Regions from separate parts of the Capra hircus genome. Here region 2 is linked to region 1. The links are chromatin contacts, called in public Hi-C maps. All regions are on one chromosome and are shown on one strand. Each heading gives the region's core, a stretch centred on a gene start, on an enhancer-like site or on the middle of the called end of the contact. The rest is flanking DNA. Distances are from core to core; before and after follow the strand shown.

Region 1 (4,609 bases), core at 845-3,344:
AACTCGACTTTTCCTAAGGCTCTGACTGCCCCAACTGACCTGAGTGGGCAGAAGAAACGCTTCTGCCTTGTGGCCATTTCCCATCATTGTTCAGTTGCTCAGTCATGTCTGACTCTTTGCGACCCCACGGACTGCAGCACGCCAGGCAACCAGAGTTAGCTCAAACTCATGTCCATTGAGTCAGTGATGCCATCCCAACCAACTCATCCTCTGTCGTCCCCTTCTCCTCCTGCCTTCTATCTTTCCCAGCATCAGGGTTTTTTCCCTGATGAGAATGAGTCAGCTCTTCGCATCAGGTGGCCAAAACTAATGCTTAGGGGCACTTCCTATTCACAAGGCCTGTGGGGCTGGAAATGACACCTGCCCTCAACAAATCTCCTATGGTAGGTCACGAAAAGCAATTCAAAACAGGGCTGACTTTCAAGAAGTAAATTTCACTCATACTTATTGAAAAAAAAATTTTAATGGAAAATATGCTCCACACAGCTATTATTAAGAGACATGAGAATCAGAACTGCAAGGAGGTATCACATTGTGCCAGTCAGAATGGCCATCAGCAAAACATCTACAGACAATAAATGCAGAGACCCCGAGGAGGAAAGGGAGCTCTCCTTCCAGGCTGATGAAAATGAAAATTGGTAACGTGCAGTCTGGAGAACAGTGTGAGGAGGTTCTTTACAAACCAAGAATAAAGCTAGTTGATGATCTAGCCACCCCAGTCCTGGACCTACCATCAGAGAAACACAGAATCTGAAAAGGCGCACCAACATTCAGTGCGGCCCTGTGTACAACATCCAAGACACGGGAGCCACCAGTGTCCACTGACAGAGGAACCGCAGAAGAGGGCGCACCACATGTACCGAGGCGGCGATGGCAGCCCACTCCAGTGCTCTCGCCTGGAGAATCCCAGGGACAGGGGAGCCTGGTGGGCTGCAGTCCGTGGGGTCGCTGAGAGTCAGGCACAACTGAGCGACTTCACTTTCACATTTCCTTTCATGCATTAGAGAAGGCAATGGCAGCCCACTCCAGTGCTCTCGCCTGGAGAATCCCAGGGACGGGGGAGCCTGGTGGGCTGCAGTCCGTGGGGTCGCACAGAGTCGGACACGATGGAAGCGACTTAGCAGTAGCAGCAGCTACATATATACAGTGGGATACTGGCCATAAAAAAACAGATCAAGTGATGCCATCAGCAGCCACATGAATGGACCTAGACAAGATCATACTTAGTGAAGTAAGTCAAACTGAGAAAGACAAGCATCATATGAGATCACCTACATTCGGAATCTAAAAATTGATACAAATGAATTAATTTATACGAGAAAAAGACTCACAGAGTTAGAAAACAAATGCATAATTCTCAAAGGGGAAATCAGGGGCGGGAGGGATGAGTTAGGAGGTTAGGGTTAACAGATACACTGTCCTATATACAGAAGAGATAATCAAGAAAGACCTACTGTATAGGACAGGGAACTCAACTGAACTCTCCTGTAATAACCTATATGGGAAACGGATCCAAAAATCGAGACAGCTACATGTGTGCACAAGTGAGTCAGCCGGCAGTGGCCCTAAAACAAACACAGCACTGTAGATCGACTCCACCTCATGTAAAAGAAAAACTAAGTCAAGCAGAGCCAGCCACACTCCCCACAGGCCTCAGGGACCCAGGTGGGCGTCACATCCCTGGGGCCGAGCAGGCCTGCGTCTGGAGGACTCTCATGGGACTGACGGAGGATGTGCAAGCAAATGAGCCCCCTTGGACCTGTACTGCCGCTCCCCTCTTGATGGGACCACAATCTCGAGAGCCAGGCAGGCCCACAAAAAGCCACAGGAAGCCTACTTCACCCAAAGATCTGCGGATCCTCCTGGGCTGGAAGAGCTTCGTAAAGTCACCTGGTCTCCCCTCCTCCTCGCGTCTTGGTACTGGGCTCCCACCTCCACCCTCCGTCCTGAGTCCCCACACCTACAGACCACAGCACCCTTGGCAGAGCGGTGTTGCAAGGCCTGGCATTTCTCCATGGGGTGAAAGGTAACAGGGAAGGAGGAATGACACACAGGTCCCTGAGCCTTTCTTCTCTCGCATTCCGCTCTCCTGGGCAACCCGGGAACGCGACTTTCCCAAGCGTCTGGCTGCCCAGGTAACCAGATCTGTATGTGGGAAAGTGCTGCCGCCTCGTGGCCCTTTCCTGTAACAACACTTTAAAACCTGCAGCTCATGGGCACTTCCTATTCAACCCTGGGAGGCTGGAATCGGCACCCACTCTCAAGAAATGTCCTGCAGTAGGTCTTGGAAGAATAATGCAAAACAGGGCTGACTTTCAAGAAGCCAATTTCAACAGGCAAATTTCATTCACACAGTCTGAAAAGAAAAGTAGTGGAAAAGAGAACCCACTGGCTATTAACGTCCTGTGCTTAGTCGCCCAGTTGTCTCCGACTCTTTGCAACTCTGCGGACTGTCCCCCACCAGGCTCCTCTGTCTGTGGGGAGTCTCCAGGCCAGAGTACTGCAGTGGGAAGCCATGCCCTCCTTACGGCTGTTAACAGAGAAACGAAAATGAAAACCACAAGGCCAGGCCTTCCCTGGCGGCTCAGGGGTAAAGAATCCACCTTCCAATGCAGGAGACATGGGTTCAGTTTCTGACCTGGGAGGGAATGACACCCACATGCCACGGAACTCAGCCCGTGAGCCACAACTACCGAGCCTGCGTGCCTCAACTACTGAAGCCCGTGCACCCCAGAGCCCGTGCTCTGCAACGAGAGAGGCACTACAATGAGAAGCCCGTGCACCACAACCAGAAAGCAGCCTCCGCTCTCCACAGCTGGAGGAAAGCCCTCGCAGCAACGAAGACCCACAACAGCCAAAAATAAGTACATTTTTTAAAAAGAGCTGCAAAGATGCATCACCTCACGTCAGTCCCAATGGTCATCAGTGAAGCATCTAAAACCATCAAAAGTGGAGACAGCGTGGAGCAAAGGGAACCCTCCGATGCTGCTGCAGGGATGTAAGCTGGCAACAGCCACTATGGAGAGACCTGCGAAGGCCCCTCAAGACCTAAAAAAATCCCAGCATATGATCCAGCAACCCCACACCCGCACATACATCCAGAGGAGACTGCAATTTTGAAAGATACATGCGCCCCACTGTTCACTGCTGCACTATTTACAGCAGCCAAGACATGGAGGCAGCCTAGATGGCCATCAACGGACGAACGGACACACACACACACACACACACACACACACACACACACACACACACACACGCAGCCTAGACGCCCATCAACGGACGAACGGACACACACACACACAGACACAGACACACACACAGACAGACACACAGGCAGCCTAGATGCCCATCGACAGATGAACGGACACACACACACACACACACACACACACAGGCAGCCCAGATGCCCATCGACAGATGAACGGACACACACACACACACACACACACACACACACAGACACACACACAGAGGCAGCCCAGATGCCCATCGACAGATGAACGGACACACACACACAGACACACACACACACACACACACACACACACACACACACAGGCAGCCCAGATGCCCATCGACGGACAAACGGACACACACACACACAGACACACACACACACACACACATAGGCAGCCTAGATGCCCATTGACAGACGAACACACACACACACACACACACACACACACACACACACACACAGGAATATTACTCAGCCATAAAAAAGGAACGAATATGAGTCAGTTCCAGTGAGTTAGATGAATCTAGAGCCTGTTACTGGAGAAGGCAATAGCAGCAGCAGCAGAGCCTGTTATACAGAGTGAAGCAAGTTAGAAAGAGAAAAACAAATATCATCTATTAATGCGTATATACAACATCTAGAAGATGATACTAATGAACTATCTGCAGCAACAGAGATGCTGACAGAGAACAGACTTGTGCACACACTGCAGGAAGGAGAAGTGAAGTGAAGTCGCTCAGCCGTGTCCAACTCTTTGCAACCCCATGGATTGTAGCCTACCAGGCTCCTCCCTCCATGGGATTCTCCAGGCAAGAGTACTGGAGTGGGTTGCCATTTCCTCCTCCAGGGGGTCTTCCCAACCCAGGGAGCATGGGATGAATTGAGAGAACAACACTGAGACACATATATACACACATGTATAACCATATGCAAAACAGCCAGAAAGTGGGAACCTGCAGTCTGACACAGGGAGCTCAACCCTGTGCCCTGTGACAACCTAGAGGGACAGGATAGGGGAGGGGAGGGAGGCTTTAGTGGGAGGGAATATATGTATAATTAAGACTGATCTGTGCTGTTGTACAGCTGAAACCATCACCATTGCAAAGCAATTTTCCTCCAATTAAAACAAAAACAAAAACTAGCCTAGAGGCTAAGCAAATCATATCGTCAATCTCATTTCATTTACACCAGCAGAGGGCTGCAACAGCCAAGGAATGCTGCTGCTGCTGCTAAGTCGCTTCAGTCGTGTCTGACTCTAGGGGGACTCTGTGTGACCCCCTAGATGGCAGCCCACCAGGCTCCCCCGTCCCTGGGATTCTCCAGGCAAGAGTACTGGAGTGGGTTGCCATTTCCTTCTTCAGTGCATGA
Region 2 (4,609 bases), core at 1,179-3,678, 150 kb after region 1:
TTACAATTTTAAATCACTATGCTGTCAACACCTGAAACTAATATAGTATTGTAAATCAGTGAAGCCCCTCAGTCGTGTCCAACTCTTTGTGACCCCACGGACTGGGGCCTGTCAGGCTCCTTCGTCCACGGGATTTTCCAGGCAAGAATATTGGAGTGGGTTACCCTTTCCCTCTCCAGGGGATCTTCCCAACCCAGGGATCAAACCTGGGTCTCCCACATTGCAGGCAGACGTCTTACTGTCTGAGCCACTAGGGAAGGCACTGTAGCGTATCAGGCTCCCTCTGTCCATGGGATTTTCCAGGCGAGAGTGCTGGAGTGGATTGCCATTTCCTTCTCCAGGGCATTGTAAATCAACTATACTTCAACTAAAAAACTATTTCCTAATGGCAGGGACGTGAAATAAAGCAAGCCTCGTCTGCTTGCAAGTGCACAGGACAAGCTACAGAGAGAGCTGGGTCTGACTTTCCAGCATTTGCTGCAACTGAGCGAAGTTCAACTGCTACAGTCACCACAGGAATTAAACAGTAGCCAAGAGCCAGAACAATCAAAGTTACCCACAGGAGAAAATCCCTTGACTTGTCTGCGTGTGCATGACTTCCTATAGTAACAGTGCTGTCTTGGCCTCCTTGTACACTAAGTCCCCTATGAAGGAACCTTCAAGTTGCAAACTTCCAAAGATGCAAACCTGCATCTGGTTCCCCTGCCAGTAACATCAGGCATGTGTGAAACTGCAGCCTGACGACCCTTCAGCTCTACCATCTCCCACCTCCTCTCCCTCCTCCAGGCAGTAACTCTTCTTGCCTGTTCACTTGATGCCAGCCCCTGTATGCCAGGTATTATAGTGTCTTACTGTACTTTTCAAGATATTGTACTATAAAGTTAAAAATGTTTTATTTTTTGTGTCTGTTTTTTTATGTATTTTTGTGTGAAAAGTATTGTAAACCTATTACAATACAGTACTGTATAGTCAATTGTGTTAGTTGGGTACCTAGGTTAACTTTGTTGGACTTATGAATGCTTTCTTCGAATGGAATCCATTCATATGTAGGGGACTTACTGTACCGCCGAAGCAAAAGGACTTGGGGTCCTATTGCTCTTCCCCGTTTTATTGATAAACGAACAGGCAAAGGTAGAAGGCGTACTCCAGGTTGCCAAAGCTCTGAGACCGAACCGTCTGGATTGAGGAGGAGAGACGGGGGAAGAGACATGAGGTTGGCATGCACCAGCGTCTCTGGAGATTCGGAGAGAAACAAGTCACAGAGAGAGATTTCTACAGAAAGACAGTGGCTAATTCAACAAATACAGACTGAAAGAGCAGAGCGACAGGTCGCAGCCAGACTCACTACACAGTTACTTGTGTTTATCGTTCACCCAAGCTCTTGAAATTCACATTGGAACTGGACCCACAATGTTTAAACCTGACACTCCAAAGGGAGGTATGACCTAGGTCAGATCACACGTTCTCAAAGCAACTGGTCTTAAAATGCTGAGACTAAACATACAACAGTATAACTTGTGCTGGGGTGCCACCTAGCGGTCAGCGGTAAATTTATGTTTTCAAGTTAGCTAATAGGCATGCGAAGTTGCTTCAGTCATTCCGACCCTTTGCCAGATTCCTCTGCCGGTGGGACTCTCCAGGCAGGAATACTGGAACGGCTTGCCATGCCCTCCTCTAAGGGATCTTCCTGATCCAGGGATTAAACCCGTGTCTTTCACATCTGCACTGGCAGGCGGGTTCTTTACCACTAGCACCACCTGGGAAGCCCGGGATGTAGGTATACACACCTGTCCCAAAGGTCTAAATTCACTCTGTCCAGTACATCTGTAATGACAGCCACCTTTGTGGGAGATGTATGGAGAGTCGGGGACCAGGTTCAATGCCAATTCTGAGGTTTAGTGTAATAAGATCTTGGAATAAGCGCAGCAGTGGCTGTAGACATGGGCGTAGGTTCCTCAAGAATGGACGGTGAAAGATGCTGCTAGGTTTTGAACTGGAATGCCTGCACCCAGGCCGCTGATCAGGTCTAAGGAGCTGGTGAATGAATGATCCCCGAGACTACGAGGCACTGAGCCTTGTTCTGCAACCACAGCTCTGAGTTCAGGAATGTCATGGACCAGGCCGTGTTTACTGAGATTCAGCAGGGTGATGACCAGTCACGCTGAGGGTGCCCCACAGTGAAATCCCATAGGATTTATCTGGTGTGTTGGTGAGAGTCACCTGGCCTAGCACATCCCAGGCTGATACAAACACACAGAAGTCTAGGCCCAGGAGGGGCTGCTGACTTCCTGGAGGCTGAACGTGACCCTGGATACCCAGACGTTCCCATCTGCACCTCACTCTGCCTCCAGCACACACATCTACGGTGAGACTGTTTAGAGTCTGAAGCTTGCACTTCTCTTCCTCCCACAGAATGCTGCTGATCAACTGGTTTTCTGGCTGCTCAGTTCCTTCTGTATCCCCCAGGTATAAAAAACACATGAGTTTACCCAGTGGATGACTGGGCTTGGCTTTCCTTCCCTTGGCGCCAACTAATAACACTCAGCAATGCAGCCAACAAGCCCCAGGGAGGAAATGAGGCTGTCCTACTTGCGTGGGGCAGAACAGCCTCCTCTCCATCACAGAAGGTCCAGAGACATTTAAAACAGTTGTTTATAGACTTCCCTGGTAGTCCAGGGGCTAGGACTCCTAGCTCCCAGTGCAGGGGACCCAGGTTCAATCCCTGATCAAGGAACTAGATCCCATACGCTGCAGCTAAGAGTCTGCATGCCACAGCTAAAATCCCACATGATGCAAGAAAAAGCGAAGATTCCCAGTGCCACAACTAGGGCCCGGTGCAGACAAAGAAATAAATATTTTATATTAATCAATTACAAAATAAAACAGTTGCTTAATGTTACCTCTTAACTGGCAATGGCCGAGCAGTCCTAAACACAAAGAACATGAAACAATTCATAACAGGGATTTACAGGTACTGACCTCCCTAATAAACTGGGCATTCCTGAAGGAGGTTGACTGGAGTGACAGACAGCAGTTCTGGAAAGAAAAATGACCATAAGAGAGAAGTCTTATTTAATTTACCTAAAGAGTATCCACATTTGGCTTTTCTTCCATCGGCCCCTTCTGTGGACAAACTGTGTCTGCACAGCTACTGTGCAACGGAAGACAAGGTTCATGTGTAAAGATGTTAGTTGTGAGACTGGGTGAAATACCAGAAAATCAGAAACTATCTCAACGATCTTTGTGAAGGATTTACTAGATAAATCAGGACACACTTGATACCATGGAATACTAAGTAACCATTGAGGATAAGGTAGAGAAAACAACAGGACAAAAATACATGAACAAGAACAGTTTTTAAAACACTAGATGAGCATGCGTGCTAAGTCGCTTCAGTCATGTTCAACTCTTTGCAACCCACCAGGCTCCTCTGTCCATGGAATTCTCCAGGGAAGAATACTGGGATGAGTTGTCATGCCCTCCTCCAGAGGATCTTCCCAACCCAGGAATCAAACCCACGTCTCTTACGTCTCCTGTACTAGCGCCACCCGGGAAGCCCAAGCAATCAGGTGATAAAGGACAGTGATCCCTGGGGCACAGGAAACAAACAGAACTCTTAATACGGCCTGTCTGACTCCTCCCTGCCCCTCATTCTCTCTACTCAAGCCACAGGGAGTCTATGTCCATCTCTCACACTCAGTAGGATCCCTCCCACCACAAGCCTTTGCACCTGCTGTTCCCTATCCTTGTTCATTTCTACCTTTCAGATCTAGCTTCTTCAGGCTTTCTCTGAGTCTCCTGACTCCTGGACTAGGTCACATCCCCCAAAGAAGCACTGTTAGAACAGTATTTTTCTGCTCCTTCTGCTTCTCGTTTGTTACAAAATATTATATAATACACGTGAACATACACATGAACACCAACATATTAGCCCTGATGATATCACAATACCAAAATTTCTAACATAAACTTAACAGTTTTCATTCTATGTTATTACAGGATTTACGTAGGACTGTACATAATGAAATAGTAAATTTAGATGACACAAGCAAAAATCAAATCAGATTTATTCCTTAGTTTCATGTAGAAACTGAAGCAGTTAAGATTGGCATTATGTGATTCAGCATTATGTTTACGAGCATTATGTTTCAGCATTATGTGATAGAACATTCAGATTAACAGTGAATAAATCTTGCACGTGGCATACACACACACACAGTCTGGAGCTGTCTGGAACTGGTATGGAGTGTCTAAGATATCATTAGGAATGCAGGTTCTTTAAGCTTTACCCTCCTCTACCCCAAAGACCTTGGCTGCAGGGTCTAAGATAGCTGCTGGAGTTCCAGCCATCACATTTACAATCCAGACAGTAGGATGGAGAATTGGGAGAAAAGAGAAAAAGACATGCAACAACCTTTTAAAGCAGTAGTTATGTGGTTATACCTGGCTGCCAGGGAAAGTACGAGAAGGGAGTGTTTGACAAGTGAAAATTACCTACTGTATGACTTTGGGGTTTTTTTGTTATATTCAATGTTTTCTTCTTTATTGGAGTATAGTTGATTTATAATGCTGTGTTAGTTTCTACTGTACAGCAAGCAAATCAGTTATA

Evidence for each region. Hi-C and Micro-C count contacts between places; a contact is called where the count stands out from the background.
Region 2: a Hi-C map of blood shows a contact between it and region 1, with 6 times the contacts expected there. The contact joins two enhancer-like sites. A contact is called at or near these places in 3 of 5 Hi-C or Micro-C datasets (all in blood).

Annotation. Positions count from the first base shown.
Region 1 is chr22:6,849,572-6,854,180 of ARS1.2, forward strand. No RefSeq gene overlaps it. Among named protein-coding and RNA genes, the nearest start is that of CMTM6, 7.1 kb to the left of the region's middle. Within about 2 kb of position 2,095, at least 2 of the 5 cell types and tissues checked have an H3K27ac peak or open chromatin away from gene starts, as enhancers often do.
Region 2 is chr22:6,994,928-6,999,536 of ARS1.2, forward strand. No RefSeq gene overlaps it. Among named protein-coding and RNA genes, the nearest start is that of CNOT10, 12 kb to the right of the region's middle. Within about 2 kb of position 2,429, at least 1 of the 5 cell types and tissues checked has an H3K27ac peak or open chromatin away from gene starts, as enhancers often do.